3 separate regions of the Oryctolagus cuniculus genome follow, and all the other regions are linked to region 1. Evidence: chromatin contacts called from public Micro-C data. All regions are on one chromosome and are shown on one strand. Each heading gives the region's core, a stretch centred on a gene start, on an enhancer-like site or on the middle of the called end of the contact. The rest is flanking DNA. Distances are from core to core; before and after follow the strand shown.

Region 1 (4,829 bases), core at 740-3,239:
AAGGAAGGTTACTTAATAAAAAAGAAAAAAAAAAAAAACCTTCCAGGTCTTTATATATCCAATCTCGGTTTCCCTGAGAACTTCTAAGTCTCAGATCTCAGCTGGAGTTGGGGGAAAGGGGGGAGGAAGATTGTAGAAGATAAGTGGACCTACGACCACTTAGAACAGAGCTAAGCTAAATTGAAATCTTTCTCATAACCAGACTGGCGGGGCCCTGCCTTGCGAGCGAGCGCTGTTTACCGAAAGGATCCACGGGGCTGTGTTTGTTTTTCATAATTGGCCCACAGTCCGGGAGCCAGCCGGCAGGGGCAGGGTCTGGCCAGGCCTGTGTGTCCCTGGAGGGCAGAAACTGGCAGCCCTGGCTTTAGCTCAAATCCAGGCCTTCAGGGGAGTGAGATACTGGAAATGTCCTGGGCGGAGGGAACCTCTTGTCCCTCCCTTGAGTCCCGCTCAGCTCCCTGAAGTTGAGACTCTGGGGCCACACCCAAGGTCACACCAATTTTTTTCTATTGGATCGCCTTTGACTCATGCTGGAGTGCCCCCTGGCAGAGGGTCCTGCTGGGGAGAGGCCCCCGGGGCGAGGACGGCTCTCCCTGAGGATGGGTGCCCAGCTGGCTTTGCCAGGGCCCGCCCTCTTGGGTTCAGGGTAATGTGATTTGTCACATTGCCCCTCCCAGCTGCCCCTGCCTCCCTATCCATCCCCCACCCCCGAGGTGGGGCTCCTTGTGGACACCTGGAGGGCTCAGGAGCTAATGTCAGCCCCTCGACAAACCTGGCAGGAAAACCAAAGACTTGTCGGTCAGTCCAGCTCCACTGGCCACGGAGCCGACCTCAAAAGCAGGGGGCACCGAGGACTCCGCGGAGCGGGCTGTGGCCATAGCAGCTGCTGGACCCGCACAGGTGAGGCAGTCACGCGGGCTTCCTTGGAAGCGTCTTTGCAAACCCCTCCAAACCTCCAGGTTCATGTGTGAGTCGCTCGGCACGGCCCTGGCCTCCCCCAGCCAGCAGAGGCCAATGCCCACTGTGGTCACTGAAGGACCAACCGTTCAGCAGGAACCAAGGGCGGAGACGCCTTCTGGGGAGAGCCTGGGACAAGATGAGCCATTCATCAGGAGACGGGTGGCCGGAGCTCCGCGGAGTCAGAGTGCATGAGGCTCAGGAGGTACACAGGACAGAGGGGGGAGGTGTGCCACTGGGCTGGGGGCTGCTGAGGGGCTATCAGGGGCTTTTGCTTGGAAGGCTAGCCCCAGCTCCTGGTGTCCAGTCACTGCTCTAGGACACGTGACCCAGGTCTGCTGCCGGCCCTGCCAGCCTGCAGAGAAAGTATCCGAAATGCTTAGGGCAATGGGTGGCCAAGCATCCCGCCACAGGGCCACAGCCAGGCACGTGGCAGGGAGCAGCGAGGCCTTCCCTGGGCAGAGCTGGGTCCCTAAGGCGGACTCGAGGGTGCAGAGGCCCGTGGCGGACACTAGGGGGCAGGTGGAGTGGCGGGAACCTCACCCGGAGGAGGGAGCCGCCCTGACCCAGCCTGGAGACTGACGCAAAGCCGGCGTGGTGGGCGCCTGCTGGCTTCAGCTACGGTGCCAGGACGTGGGGCTGCGACTCCGGGGGACCAGTCCCGCGCCGGGATCCCTGGCGCAGGCCAGCTCGGGGGTCGAAGCGGCGGGCACGAGCTCCGCGGTCGGAAAAGGAGGCACAGGCAGCCCTGTGAAGACCCCGGCGGCGTCGCCCCCGAGGCCCGCGTCCCGGCCGGCCCGGCCTCTTTGTGCCCGGCGAGCCACGCGCGGGGCCCTCTCCTGGTACAACAGCAGCGCGGCGCGTCCCCCACTTTCCCCTGCTTCCAGCGCCCGAGGCTGCGGCTAAACGCGGCGTCCGCCGAGCAGGTGCGAACCGGCGGGCGGGGCGCGTGGGGCCCGCCCTAGCCCTCCGATCCCCAGGGGCGCGGGCCGCGGCTTCCGGGGCGGGGGCCGGGAGGGAGGAGGCGGACCCGGCGAGGGGAAGAGGAGGGGGCAAGCGGCGGAGGGACCGCGCCCCTGCCTCTTCGCTGGGCGGGGGCCCGCCTGCGAGGAAGTGTTGAAATGGGTGAAGTGCACGCCCTCCCCCAGGCCCCAGAGTTCCATGGCCGCACCAGCCTCCCAGTTCCCAGCCCTCGGCACCCCGACCTCTGCCTTCTTTCCGTGAGCGAGCCGAGGCTGTGCACGCTCGGCTGGGTGCACGCTCGGCGGGTGCATTTTTAGACGAGGCCACGTGCTCGCCGCCCGCCTGAGTGCAATTGGAGAGCTTCCCACGCCGCCGCACCGAGGCTGAAATTCATCTTGGCCTGGCACTGGGGAAGCACCCAGTCGTGGGACGGCCTCCCTGCCCCTGGGCGTCCTCAGGCCCCTTGGAGGGGCCCCCCCACTGCCTGGCGCCAGACCTGGGAGAGTCCCTGAGCCTGCTCAGCCCTGTTCACCCCTTCGTGTGTCTACTCCCTGTTTCCTACTTACCTTTAAGAAATGGGGTCGGGGGTCTTAGAAAAGCGCTAACAGGCGTGAAACACCGAGTCCCTGGTCAGAGCACTGTCCACCTATTACTTCATTTATTCGGAACTTCTCTGCGAAGTTCATGACTGTCTCCCTAAGAGCCTGCTTGAGACTGCCCGGTTACCAAGTAGAGTCGGGATTGGAGCCTGGCTCCAGGGCCCACGGGTTAACAACCAGGCTCTTACTCCAAGAATATGGTGTTTTTGCAAGTAGTGGACATTCCTAGAACTGCTGGGTGTGTGTGCATTTAAGCTGTCGGTACCTACTGGAAAAGCCCCCCAAAACAGTGGGGGCCTTGTCACCTGGTCTGCAGGTCCAAGCGCTCCACCCATGACAACCCCACCCCCCAAGCATTCTAGGTCCCCAAGGTCAGGGGATGGGGAAGAGTGAGCCCCCCAGACCAAGGGCAGGGCAGACACCCACCCTGGCACTGGCAATGGGCACAGGTCATTTGGGCAGGGAGCCCCAGGGCTAAGACTAGAACACGGTGCCCAGCCCCGGTACTAATGGCATTGCCTGACTGTGGCCTTGTGCCCTGTGGCAGGTGGAATGTCCCAGCGAGCCTGCTTGACCCTTGTTCATTTCCCCAGCGTGGCCCCTTAGCATCCTCAAGATTCTCCGATCACCATCCAACATGAAATCCTTCTTGTGAGTTGCTGATGTGGGTTAAGATACATACAACTTAGTATTCACAAATGTTTGATTTTTGCAAATCTGATAGGCCAAAAAAGAAAAAAAAAGGCAGAAAATGGTTTCATGGGTTACTTCCTGTTTCCTTTTTATTTGGGAGGTGACGGCGGAGATGTTTCAAGTCAGAGAAAATCCGTTCTCTCCTTCCAGGAGAGCTGGGCAGATGCTTCCGAGCCGGACTACACTTCCCAGCCTGCCCTGCAGCCTGGCGCTGCCTCTTGGTGAGGTTCTCATCAGCAGGGGGTGAGAGCAGCTACTTCTGAACCTGCGCCTGTGGGTGGGTGTGGCCCTCCAGCTGCCCAGAGTCTGGCTGAGGTGGAGCAGTGTCTTATGGGAGCGCTCAAAAACGCGACTTTGATTAGTTTTACCATCCTCAAAGATCTGTCATTCTGTGGTTTTAGTTAGCCACATGCTTTGTGGCGTCTTGCAGTCTGGGAGTGGGATTCTTTTCAACATCACGGGGTTGCGAGAAAGCCGCTGCAGGTGGAGAACAAGGCTAGTTGGGCAGTTCTTCAGCACTGACTCTCGGAGCGAGCGTCACGGCTGGCAGCGGCCGCTGTGCGGCGCCGGGAGTTCTCCTGCATGGCCTGGGAGCTGCGTACAGGAGCCGGCGGCCAGCGCTAGTGCAGGAAAAGAGCACCGTTCAAAATGCAAAGCGTGGTTTCTGTCCGATGCCTGTGGCTCTTGTCCCATCCTCAGGTCGAAAAATCGTAAATCCGACCATGATAAGTCGGTGACCGTCTGAATGTGTGTGGACTGGTGCTTCTGTGTGTCCCTCCTGTCTGTGTGGTTGGCTTTCTGCTCTAGCAGCTGAGCGGGGCCCTAATCCGGAGATTGATTTGTTTGCCTGTGTGTTGCCCCTTTGGTTTTTAAGATTCTGTCTTCTTCCTAGGACTCTCCAGGAATGTAAGCACCTTTACCTTCTGACTTACATGGAGTTGCAGAAGATAAAGAAGATATTTTTTTTTTTTAAGGTTTGTTTTATTTGAAAGGCAGAGAGAGAGAGAGATCTTCCATCCACTGGTTCACTCCCCAAATGACCAAAATAGCCAGAGTTGGGACAGGCCAAAGCTAGGAGCCAGAAACGCCATCCAGGTCTCCCATGTGGTCAGCAGGGGCCCAAACACTTGAACCATCTTCCACTGCTTTCCCAGGTGCATTAGCAGGGAGCTGGATCAGAAGGCGAGCAGCCAGGTCACAAACTGGTGCTCATATGGGATGCCAGTGTTGCAAATGGCAGCTTTACCCACTATGCCACAACGCTGGCCCCCGGAGTGCTGGTTTGATCCCAGCTGCTGTTTGCCATCCAGCTCCCTGATAATGTGTCTGGGAAAGCAGTGGAAGACTGCCCAAGTTCTTGGGCCCCTGCTGCTTGTGAGCGTTCCTGATTCCTGCTACCCATGTCAGAGACTTGGATGGAGTTCCTGACTCCTGGCTTCGGCCTGGTCCAGCCCTGGCTGTTTCCACCATTTGGAGAGTGAACCAGCAGACTGAAGACCTTTCTATCTCTACGTGTGTCTCCCTCTCTCTCTGACACGCTACCTTACTAATAGATACTTTAAAAAATGTATTTATTAGAAAGAGATAGAGATCTTCCATCTGCTGGTTCACTCCCCA
Region 2 (4,829 bases), core at 710-3,209, 180 kb after region 1:
GGTCGGGGCATCCGTGGCAGGTGGGACATACCCTGGGGTGGAGTCACCTACTCTGAAAGGTCACCTTCCTAACACTTGCTTTAGAAGGCGTCCCTCTCCCTGGGCCTCAAGACTGGGGGCATCTGTCCAAGGCCAGCCTTGCTGTCAGCTCCGGGCCAGGCATTATCCTCTCAGCCTTGTTCTTTTGAGTGGCCTGAGAACAACCCTTTTGTTTGGGAAAAGCCAGAAACACTCAGTGGGTGTTCTGAACCTTAAGGGCCTGTCTGGGACTTGCAAGTGACTGGCCGCCAGTGGCAGCGCGGGTGCCCACCCCGGGCATCTGTCTCCCGGAGCACTGTGGCCTGTCCACTAGAAGCAGGAGGCAGGCCCACAGGGCGTCCGGCCTGCCTGCCTGCTGGTGGCCTGGCTTGCTGAGGATCTGAATCTCCAAGGGACTGGCCGGAGTCCAGCCCTTTCTCTCCCCGCACACCTGTGTCCGTGTGACCTGGCTCCTTAGACCACAAGGACGGGCTACTCACCCCGTAATGTAAAGGGCCAACCACACAGCCCTCTGTGGGGGTCTCCCTCTGAGCACACCGCAGGGCCCTGGGACGCTGGCCTTTCTTTCTCCTTCCCTTGCTGATCGCTGGAAGAGGAAGGGGGAGGCACCCGGCTCCCTCTCCCTGCTGTCGCCCTGTCCCGGGATCAGGCCCCTGGGCCCTGGCTCCTGTGCACGAGGGCGCTGGAATCCGTTTGGCTGAGAGGCTCACTGTCCACCTGGAGGCTCAGACTGGGGAATGTCATCTCAAAGACGCACCTGCCAGTGCCCGGAGCTCTGCCCTGCAGGTCTGCCGAGCCTTTGTTTTCAGTGCAGCCCTGCCCCTTTGTGGCCAGGGCCAGCTGCGCAGTGGACACTGGTGCCAGGCTGATCCCTGGTAGCCACCGCCATAGCTACTCCCCAGCTGCTCTTTGCCTCTCCTAGAAGTGCTGTTTGGCTTCCTGGGGGCTCTTAGCTGCCTTCCCTGGAGCAGAGTGGACCCAGGCCACCAGGAGACATTGGACATTGCCCCTTCTTCTTCTTCTTCTTCTTCTTCTTCTTCTTCTTCTTCTTCTTCTTCTTTTTTTTTTTTTTTTTTTTTTTGCACTTGCTGTTTACAGGAAAGATTTTGAAGGCTCTAAGGAGAAAAGGAGTCAGAACACGCCTGCTCCTGAGAGATTATCCAGAGAGCATAAAAGGCCTGACAACACCAGGGTCAACCCCATGGGTGTCGGCGCTCTCCCAGCTAGGCTGGGCCAGGCACATCCTTCCGCACTCATTACCTCTTCTCTACTGCGGCTCCATTCTACAGATGGCAAAATGAGGCGGAGCGACTCGCTCAGGATCCCAGAGCTGGATGTAAACTTCCGGGTCCATGTCAGCCAGGGAAACACTTTCCATCTGGAGAATCCGGGAGGAGTGAGCTGGGCTCTGGGGACAGAGGACGGGGAGGCAGGGCAGAGAACAGCAGAGACAAAGGGAGGGAGCAGTCTGGTGCCTGCCTCTGATGGCGCAAAGGCTGGGACCGCAGGGGAGGCTGGGACTGGGGCGTGGGGGCGGGGAGGCTGGCTCAGGCTGGGTCCTGCCTGCAGGCCCTCAGGGTCACAGAGACCAGGAAGGACTTAGGAGTTCTGCCCTGAGACACTGGGAGCTGCCCTGGCTCCAGAGGGCTGAGCCGGCTGGGTGCAAAGCTGCTTACGCCAGAAATGAAAAGCAAGCTTGTGGGCTGGGACCACCAGAGCCAAGGACTTCCCAGAGCTCCACCCGTTGGCTCAGCCCTGCAGACAGGGCAGCCCCCCACGCCTCCCACCACAGCCTGCTCGGTGCCAACCCCCCCACCCGTCTAGACAGCGGGGTCCTAGCAAGCCCGCGGCCGGTGGGGCGGGGTGGCCAGGGCCCCTGCTGAAGTCTTGCTCAAAACCACGGCCAGGGCAGGCTGGTCGGAAAATCCGACTCCTTTCCTTGAGACGCCACAGCCCTGCCTCCCTGAGTCACCCCGCCACTTCCTTCCTGTGTATATTTTACGCACGCTATGGGACGGGGCGGGCTCTGCGTGTGTGTTTTTGTTTCTTTTAAGTTTTTGTCTCTGTTTTGTTGTTAAGTTGCAGGCTTCGAGGGTGGGGCCAAGGATGCTGGGGACAGCTCGGGCTTTTTCTGGGAGTTAAAAACCTTTGTTGTGAGAGCAAGGAAGAGGAAGGGTCTCCTTGTCGTGTTTAATCTGGAAGTGGCCCCCAGAGGCGGCTCCTGTTCTGTTACTGTAAGACAGATAAGGAAGGGGAGGATCGGCGGGCCTGGGGAGCTTGCCAAGGCTTTCAGGCTCCTGAGTCCGGCCTCTTTCCTGGACATCTGCAGTGCCTGCGGCCTGCGGGGGACACCGTCCCCGCCCTGTGACCTCCCCATCCTGCGTTGGAGGTGTTTGTCACCCTGTTTCCTGCGGAGCCAAGGGTTTTGGCTTGTTACTCTTTCTGTCTCTTGAAGTAAACAGAATAGAAAAGAGAAACATCTTTGGCTGGGACCCACGTGATAACTCCATACCCACATGTGTGTCTATGGATAAACATATGCATCTAAATATGCACGTAGGTCTGTAGACATGAATGTACACATATGCACACACAGAAAACCCCAAGTCTGAAATGATCTAAAAAATCCAAAACTTTGAGTGATGACACGACAACACAAGTGGAAAATTCCACCCCTGACCTCGTGGGATGAATTAGTCAAAATGCAGGCTCACTAAAAGCCTTGTGTAAAACAACCTGCAGGCCATGTGTGTAAGGTATCTGTGAAACACAACTGAGTTTTGTGCTTAGATTTGAGTTCCATCTCCAAGTTATCTTGTGTATATGCAAATCCAAAATTTTAAAAAGTCCCAAAGCTAAACCATTGGTCCCAAACATTTCAGATAAGGGATATACAACATATTTATGTGAAACTGATACCATTTTCATGAAAAGACACCCGTCCTTACATGTGGCACATTGACCCTGCATGAGATACATTCCCATCTACTGCATGTACATACGTGTGTGTGCATCTATTCACGCACATGCACGCACATCAATAACTGATACCGCCTTCACGAAGCAGTCTATGGGGTGGCACACTCCCTCTACTCCCCGGGCTTCTATCTGGCAGGAACTGAACAAGGAACATTTGTCTAAGGAGCTCCTGGCACCTCTGCTCCATCCAGACCAGCTCCCACCTGCATGTGGCACAGAAAGGAGGGAGGAGGGAGGAGGGAGGAGCACCTGCCAGCTGGGTAGCACCCACGGGAGTCAAGGCACGGGCTGGGCACCTCCGAGTCACTCCAGGACTCTGGGCTTCTTAGAAGATCAAGTGGTTCCGGGTGCCAGGTAAGAGGCTCCAAGCAGGTGTGTCCGTATGGCAGCTTATTGCACACCGAGCCCCTTGGAGCCCCTCTGGGCCTGTTTCCTCTCAAAGCAGGAGAAGATGACAAGGGTCTGTGCCCAGCCTGCGGGCCCACCGCATCTTGGAGAGCAGGTTTATCACGACTCTTCCTGCGGCTGGTGGGTGCGCCCCACCTCCCCCTGGGGTTCGGCACAACTGGGGCCCAGATGGGTGGCGGGGAGGGCAGCAGGCGGGGAGTGCTGTGTCCTGTGCACTGCTCACCTCCTCCTCCTCTCACTGGCTGCGGGGCCTGGGTCCGGGAGACCACGTCCAGGTTGTGTTGGCCGGGGTCCCCTTTAGACCGTGCCTTGTGACAGTGTGGGAAAAGACTGTATAAACACCTTTTCTTGTCATTGTCCAGGTAGGCACCACACAACCCACCGCCCTCCTGGAGCTCCGGCTCCGGGCCCCAGGCTGCAGGAATCTGACTGCGCCGCTCACTGGCAGCTTCAAGGGCTCCGGGGGTCAGTTAGGTAACCACTGGGCAGGTGTGCAGAGTGCAGGCCGCTCAGCCTGGCTCACCTTCTGCAGGGCAACCCCCAGATAGCTGGGCCACCAAGGCCTGCCTCCCAGGGCCAGCTGAGGTAGACTGGTCGTCCCCTGAGCACTTGGGTGGCGAGTGGGCCAGGGCGACAGGCAGTGGACAGTCCTCATCTCTCCATGGAAAGACAGAGAGGCACCGCAGCAGTTCTACACCCTGCTCAGTTACTGTGAGGGTCACAGGGTCACTGCCGGCACAGCTGCTTGCCAAGGGCAAGGACCCCAGAGCGCGGGTCAGCAGAGTGACCCCACAGGTGCCTGAGGTCAGCTGGGTGTTCTCCGTGCTGCCTCACACTGGGGCTTTCTCTGGGTGCTCCTGTAGCTATGGACAGTTCCCCAGTGAGGATGGGGTGTTGCCCACCCAGCTCTGCCTGTGGGCTGGAATGCAGTCAGGGGTGCACTTGAGCGGGCAGAGATGGCAGGAGGCAGGTCCTGGGCTCTCCCTTTCCACGTTAGCCCTCTGCCCACTGGGCTCCCTCCTACAAGTGCTGCCAGGTTTTGGCAAATAAAGAAACAGGTTTGCCAGTTATACTTGAGTTTCAACGGAACAGTTGAGTAATGCTGCAGGGTCGGCTCTTCCCAGAGGCCGCTTGAGTTTCTTGCGTTCTCTCTGGCAACTCAGCCGCCTAACTCTAGATCACAAGCTCTGTGGTTAGGCCTTTGAACCTGAGCTCTGGGCGGGCTGGTGGCTGAGGCTGCTGGCCCAGGTTAGCCAAGCAGGTGACAGGCAGCAGAGCCTGTGTGCAGAGCTCACATGGGCAGAGTAAGCTGGAGGAACCAGGGGAGAGAAGCTGCACGCGTTCCCATGGACCCAGGGGTCCTCTCATGGTTGGGCTGTGGTTCCCTGTGGCCTTCCAGGAGT
Region 3 (4,829 bases), core at 1,460-3,959, 130 kb after region 1:
CTCTGCCGGAGCTCTGGCTCAGTGCTGGGCACTGGGGAGACAGAAATGGCGTCCCTCCCCCAGACACACACGCCGCCCACTGGGGTCAAAAACAAAAAGAACCGTGCTGGGGCTTGGCCAGGTGCTACTGGAACCAGTAGGGCCCTGCTCGCCTTGGGGGCGGGGTGGGAGGCGGGTCACGCAAGATAATTGGGACAGGAGGTAGAGCCGAGGGCAGTGCGCGCCCCAGTTCTGAGCCCCGGCTTCGAGCCTGCCGCATTTGCCTGTGGCTCCCGTGCAGGAGTAGGGGTGGGCTTGGGCCGGGGGCTTGGCGAGAGGCGCCCTTGCTCTGCCCTCCCGGTCAGCCTCTCGGAGGGAACACGCCGTCCCGCCCGGCCTGTGGCTTGGGCAAGAGGCGTGTATGGGACGCCGTGTTCCTTGATAAGATGAGGCAATCGCTGTCGGCCGCGCTGCGCGCTCGGCTGGGCGGCCGCCTCGCTGCGGCGCCAGGGAACATTTATGTAACCCGGCCCGTGTGCCCCGCGCGGCCCCGCCCCGCGCCGCTGCCGCCGCCACGCCCCGAACCAAGGCTCTCCCCAGCGCCGCCCCGCTCCGGGCCCGCCCCCGCCGCCGCCGCCGGTTCGCGGCCGGGCACCCCAACCCCAGCCTGGCTCTTACTCCGCGCCCGCACAGTGGCTAGATCCTCTCACAGCTTCCCTCGCCTGCGCCGGCTTCTCACCTGGCCTGACCTCAACCCGCTTCCTCTCACAAAGTCTAAACCTCATCTTGCCGTGCGCCCCCCACCCCATGCACAAGTGCGCAGAGTCAAGGCCTTGACGCCCTTCCGGTCTCTGAGCGTGGGGGTCCGCTGGACCTGGAGCGGCCCGGGATGCACCGGAAGGCAGAGCTCCCCTCCAGGCCTGGAATTTCGGATCCTGGTTCCCATCCTCTGCTTCTGAGGGCCCTGTCGTATCTTTGTCTTCATGTCACGTGTCCAGGACGGTAGTCAGGACCTGAGCCCAGCAGGGATGCAGATTTTAGTGCCTTAGAGCGGAAGGTGGGCCCCCTGCCTGCCCTGGTGGCCCCCGCGCTTACTCAGCTCAGCCACGCCACCCTGAGGTCAGTGCCCAGAACAGCAGTTTCTAAGGTGAAGCTGGAGGAGGCACCTGTGGCCACCTGAGACCCTTTTAGTATCAAAAGTCCGACAATGGCATTCTTCGCCCGATTCTCCCAAAGAGTACATGGAGTATTCCAGATGCTGCACAATGTGTGTGCTTGGTTAGAGATTGCTTTCAGTTTTCATGCCTAATCCGGAAAGTATCTGGATATAAAGCCATGGGGCCGGTGCTGTGGTGCAGCAGGTTAATACCTTGGCCTGAAGCACCGGAATCCCTTACATGTGCCGGTTCTAGTCCTGGCTGCTCCTCTTCTGATCCAGCTCTCTGCTATGGCCTGGGAAAGTAGTAGAAGATGGCCCAAATCCTTGGGCCCCTGCAGCCATGTGGGAGACCCGGAACAGGCTTCTGGCTTTGGATTGGCACAGCTCCAGCCATTGCAGCCATTTGGGGAGTGAACCAGCAGATGGAAGACCTCTCTTTCTGTCTCTACCTCTCTCTGTAACTCTTTCAAATAAATAAAATAAATCTAAAAAAAAAAAAAAAAAAGCCGAAGCTCTTTGGGCCCCTCTTGAAAGTAGGAGTGGGAGTGCCCTGGAAACCCCTGTTTTCTCTCAGTCCCCCACCCCCACTGCCCCCGTCAGCCTCCTGGGTGCTGCTCACATGTCACCGCTCAGCGGCTGCCCCGCCAGCGCCAGGGCTGCTCCTTGCCAGCGCGAATCAGGACTTCTGTTTGTGCACCAGGTCGTTTGTCGTTACCTCTCCTGAAATAGGCTGGTAGAAGCAAGCCTGGGTCAGGACTGTGTCCCCGGGGCCAGGCCTTGGGTACGTGCTCAGTGAGCTCATGGCACTGCTGTTGCCCAGGGAAGCCAGGGTGTGCTGGCTGAGGGGCGACTCAGGCTCTCCCCAGCTTCCTCACCCCCGGCTGCCTGGACCAGCTGCCCCTCCCCACCCCGAGGCCGCGCTTCTCCGGCCCCAGCATCACGAGATCCTTCCGTGGCGAGGCCCACCTCACCTGTTTCCCATGGTTGCAAGCAGGACTCCAAAGAGGACAACCCCAGCAAGGATGCGGGGCTGCTGGGGAGTGAGGGGGCTCTCAGTTTGGGATGCATCGCCATCCTTCCCCGGGGCCCAGTGGACTGGGATGCTGAGAGCCGGTGTTTCAGGAGTGGACGTGTGGGACATGCTCAGGGCTAGGGCTGCTATGGACAGCCCCGTGGAACCACCGTGTGGGCCCCACGGTGAGGATGAGGCAGTGCACGCCTCTCCTGTGGCTGCTGTAACACAGGACCACGTGCTGGGGGCTCTGGAAACCAGAAGTCCAAAACCAAGGTGTTGGCAAAGTTCATTCCCCGGGGCCTCCAAGGAGCATGCAGCCCTTGCTTCTCTCTTGACCTCTGCCGCCAGCAACCCTTGGTGTTCCTTGGCTTGTGCTGCAGCCAGTCGCTGCGTCCATCCTCACATGGCCTCGTCTCTCTGTGTCCTCTTCTGAGGGTACTTGCTGTCTCTGCTCAAGCCCCTTACCTTAGTTACACTGGGAAGAGCCTGGCTACTTCCAAGTAGGGTCGCCCTCACAGGTTAGGGCTTACCTCTGTAGGGACCACATTCACCTCCATCCGTACGTGGAGGAGCCGGGGTCTGAGCCTCACCTGTGTGAGGACACAGGCATCCTGGAGCCGTCTAAGCTTTTACTCACTGATGTGATCTTGAGTCTCCAAGAGTGGAATCACCATGGGACAGTTTCCAAGCTTTTCTGTTGATGAGATTTTATTTTTCTTGGAACTAACTAGCAGTTTCTTCAATACTAAAGTTTCTTTGAGCATGATTTGGGATATATTAAGCAAGATATGGGATTATATTTAAATAGACCTTTTTCTTGCCATTAAAGAAACTAGGTGATTTTTTTTAAGAATCATAACACAGAAGAGCTTACAACCTGAAGCACCCTTCCCTTCCCCAGTCCACCCCACCCGCCAGCACTTCGCGCTCTGATTTTCGTTGTCTTGGTAGTTACTGCTATAAGTGAACTGTGTGATTGCGTTGCTGTGTGTTAGAGTTAGGTAGTCTCTGTTTGTATCAGTTCACCGTTCCTCCCACCTCTTCCCTCATTAGTGGATGTGTTCTTACTCTGATTCTGTTGTTGATCATCCTTGTAACTCTCACCCTCTATCACTCACTTAGACTTTCTCTGTACGCTGTGTAAGCATCTTTGTTCCTTTGCATAAATGCACCGTGTCTGCTGGGCTATGGGTCGGTTGTAGATGTTTGGTCTCTCAGATTGATCCTGCACACTGACAGCAAGTGCTGGGGTTTATGTGACCATGACTATAGCTTGTCTGGCTGCCAAGGCTTGTGCTAGGATTACATTTCTTTCTGCCATCTCATGGGGTTGTTATGAAGGATAAATAATAGAACAGCACTTGGCTCATTTCACCCGTTGCTCATAATCATGTGGCATTTAGTTTACTTCTAATTTGGACTGTAAGTTTCTTCTGTTTTTCCTGGAGTTTCTCACTGCCTCTCTTTTTTCTTGAAAACAAAGAATAGCCGTGCATCTTCTCTGCGTTGAGGAGTTCACTCAGCGTCTTGGTTGTACTCTTTGGCACCCAGAGCTCACTTTCTTCCTGACACTGCCCCCCTGTGAGCACTGGTGTTTTGCTCCCATGGTCTCTCAGGCCACTGTGTCACTGTTCACTTGTCCCTGGCGTCAGGTTTCCTCTCATTTTGCTGGAGTATGGAAATTATGCACGCAGAAGGCTCTGTCCTGTCTCCAGGCATCCCGCGTGCCCTAGGAGAGGCCTGCCATCTGTCCCAGCCTTGTTCCCTCACGCTCACTCTGGTGTTTGTTTCTCCTTTCCCTCTCTGTTAAGTTTTGGGAGGCCGGCGCTGTGGCGTAGCTGGTAAAGCTGCTGCCTGCAGTGCCGGCATCCCATATGGGCACCGGTTCGAGTCCCAGCTGCTCCTTTTCTGATCCAGCTCTCCGCTGTGGCCTGGGAAAGTAGAGGATGGCCCAAGTGCTTGGGCCCCTGCAACCGCATGAGAGACACACAAGTTGTTCCCGGCTCCTGGCTTCAGATTGGCCCAGCTCTGGTTGTCGCAGCCATTTGGGGAATGAACCGGTAGAAGACTCTCTCTCTCTCTCTCTCTTTCTCTCTCTCTCTCTCTCTCTCTCTGCCTCTCTGTAACACTGCCTTTCAAATAAATAAATAAATCTTTAAAAAAAAAGTTTTGGGACCTCCTGTTTCTCCTGGAGTTCTGACACTGCAGAAATGGAGACAAGGGCCTTCACTCACTCACCCTGCCGGCTCCCACGCCACCTCTTCCCTTGTCGGTCTCCCCTCTTCTCTTTCACTGACAGATACTGGCCTTTTATTTCTTTTGTTTTTTTTTTTTTTTTTTTTTTTTTGAGACAGGCAGAGTGGACAGTGAGAGAGAGACAGAGAGAGAAAGGTCTTCCTTTGCCGTTGGTTCACCCTCCAATGGCCGCCGCTGCAGCCGGCGCACCGCGCTGATCCGATGGCAGGAGCCAGGATCCAGGTGCTTTTCCTGGTCTCCCATGGGGTGCAGGGCCCAAGCACCTGGGCCATCCTCCACTGCATTCCCTGGCCATAGCAGAGAGCTGGCCTGGAAGAGGGGCAACCGGGACAGAATCCGGCGCCCCGACCGGGACTAGAACCCGGTGTGCCGGCGCCGCAAGGTGGAGGATTAGCCTATTGAGCCACGGCGCCGGCCTAG

What was found. Hi-C and Micro-C count contacts between places; a contact is called where the count stands out from the background.
Region 2: a contact with region 1 is called in a Micro-C map of ear pinna, with 3 times the contacts expected there. The contact joins two enhancer-like sites. A contact is called at or near these places in 3 of 6 Hi-C or Micro-C datasets (ear pinna, psoas muscle and an unstated tissue).
Region 3: a Micro-C map of ear pinna shows a contact between it and region 1, with 4 times the contacts expected there. The contact joins the promoter of LOC138844574 here to the enhancer-like site in region 1. A contact is called at or near these places in 2 of 6 Hi-C or Micro-C datasets (ear pinna and psoas muscle).

Annotation. Positions count from the first base shown.
Region 1 is chr12:12,234,837-12,239,665 of mOryCun1.1, forward strand. No RefSeq gene overlaps it. Among named protein-coding and RNA genes, the nearest start is that of TRPM1, 38 kb to the left of the region's middle. Within about 2 kb of position 1,990, at least 5 of the 8 cell types and tissues checked have an H3K27ac peak or open chromatin away from gene starts, as enhancers often do. A contact at or near this core is called in ear pinna, where this site is marked.
Region 2 is chr12:12,416,157-12,420,985 of mOryCun1.1, forward strand. No RefSeq gene overlaps it. Among named protein-coding and RNA genes, the nearest start is that of KLF13, 87 kb to the left of the region's middle. Within about 2 kb of position 1,960, at least 5 of the 8 cell types and tissues checked have an H3K27ac peak or open chromatin away from gene starts, as enhancers often do. A contact at or near this core is called in ear pinna, where this site is marked.
Region 3 is chr12:12,366,244-12,371,072 of mOryCun1.1, forward strand. It overlaps LOC138844574, which reads right to left and starts at 2,710. Exons shown (of 3, transcript XM_070053446.1): 1 at 2,684-2,710. The coding sequence starts at 2,710. All of the region lies in intron 1 of KLF13 (KLF transcription factor 13), which reads left to right.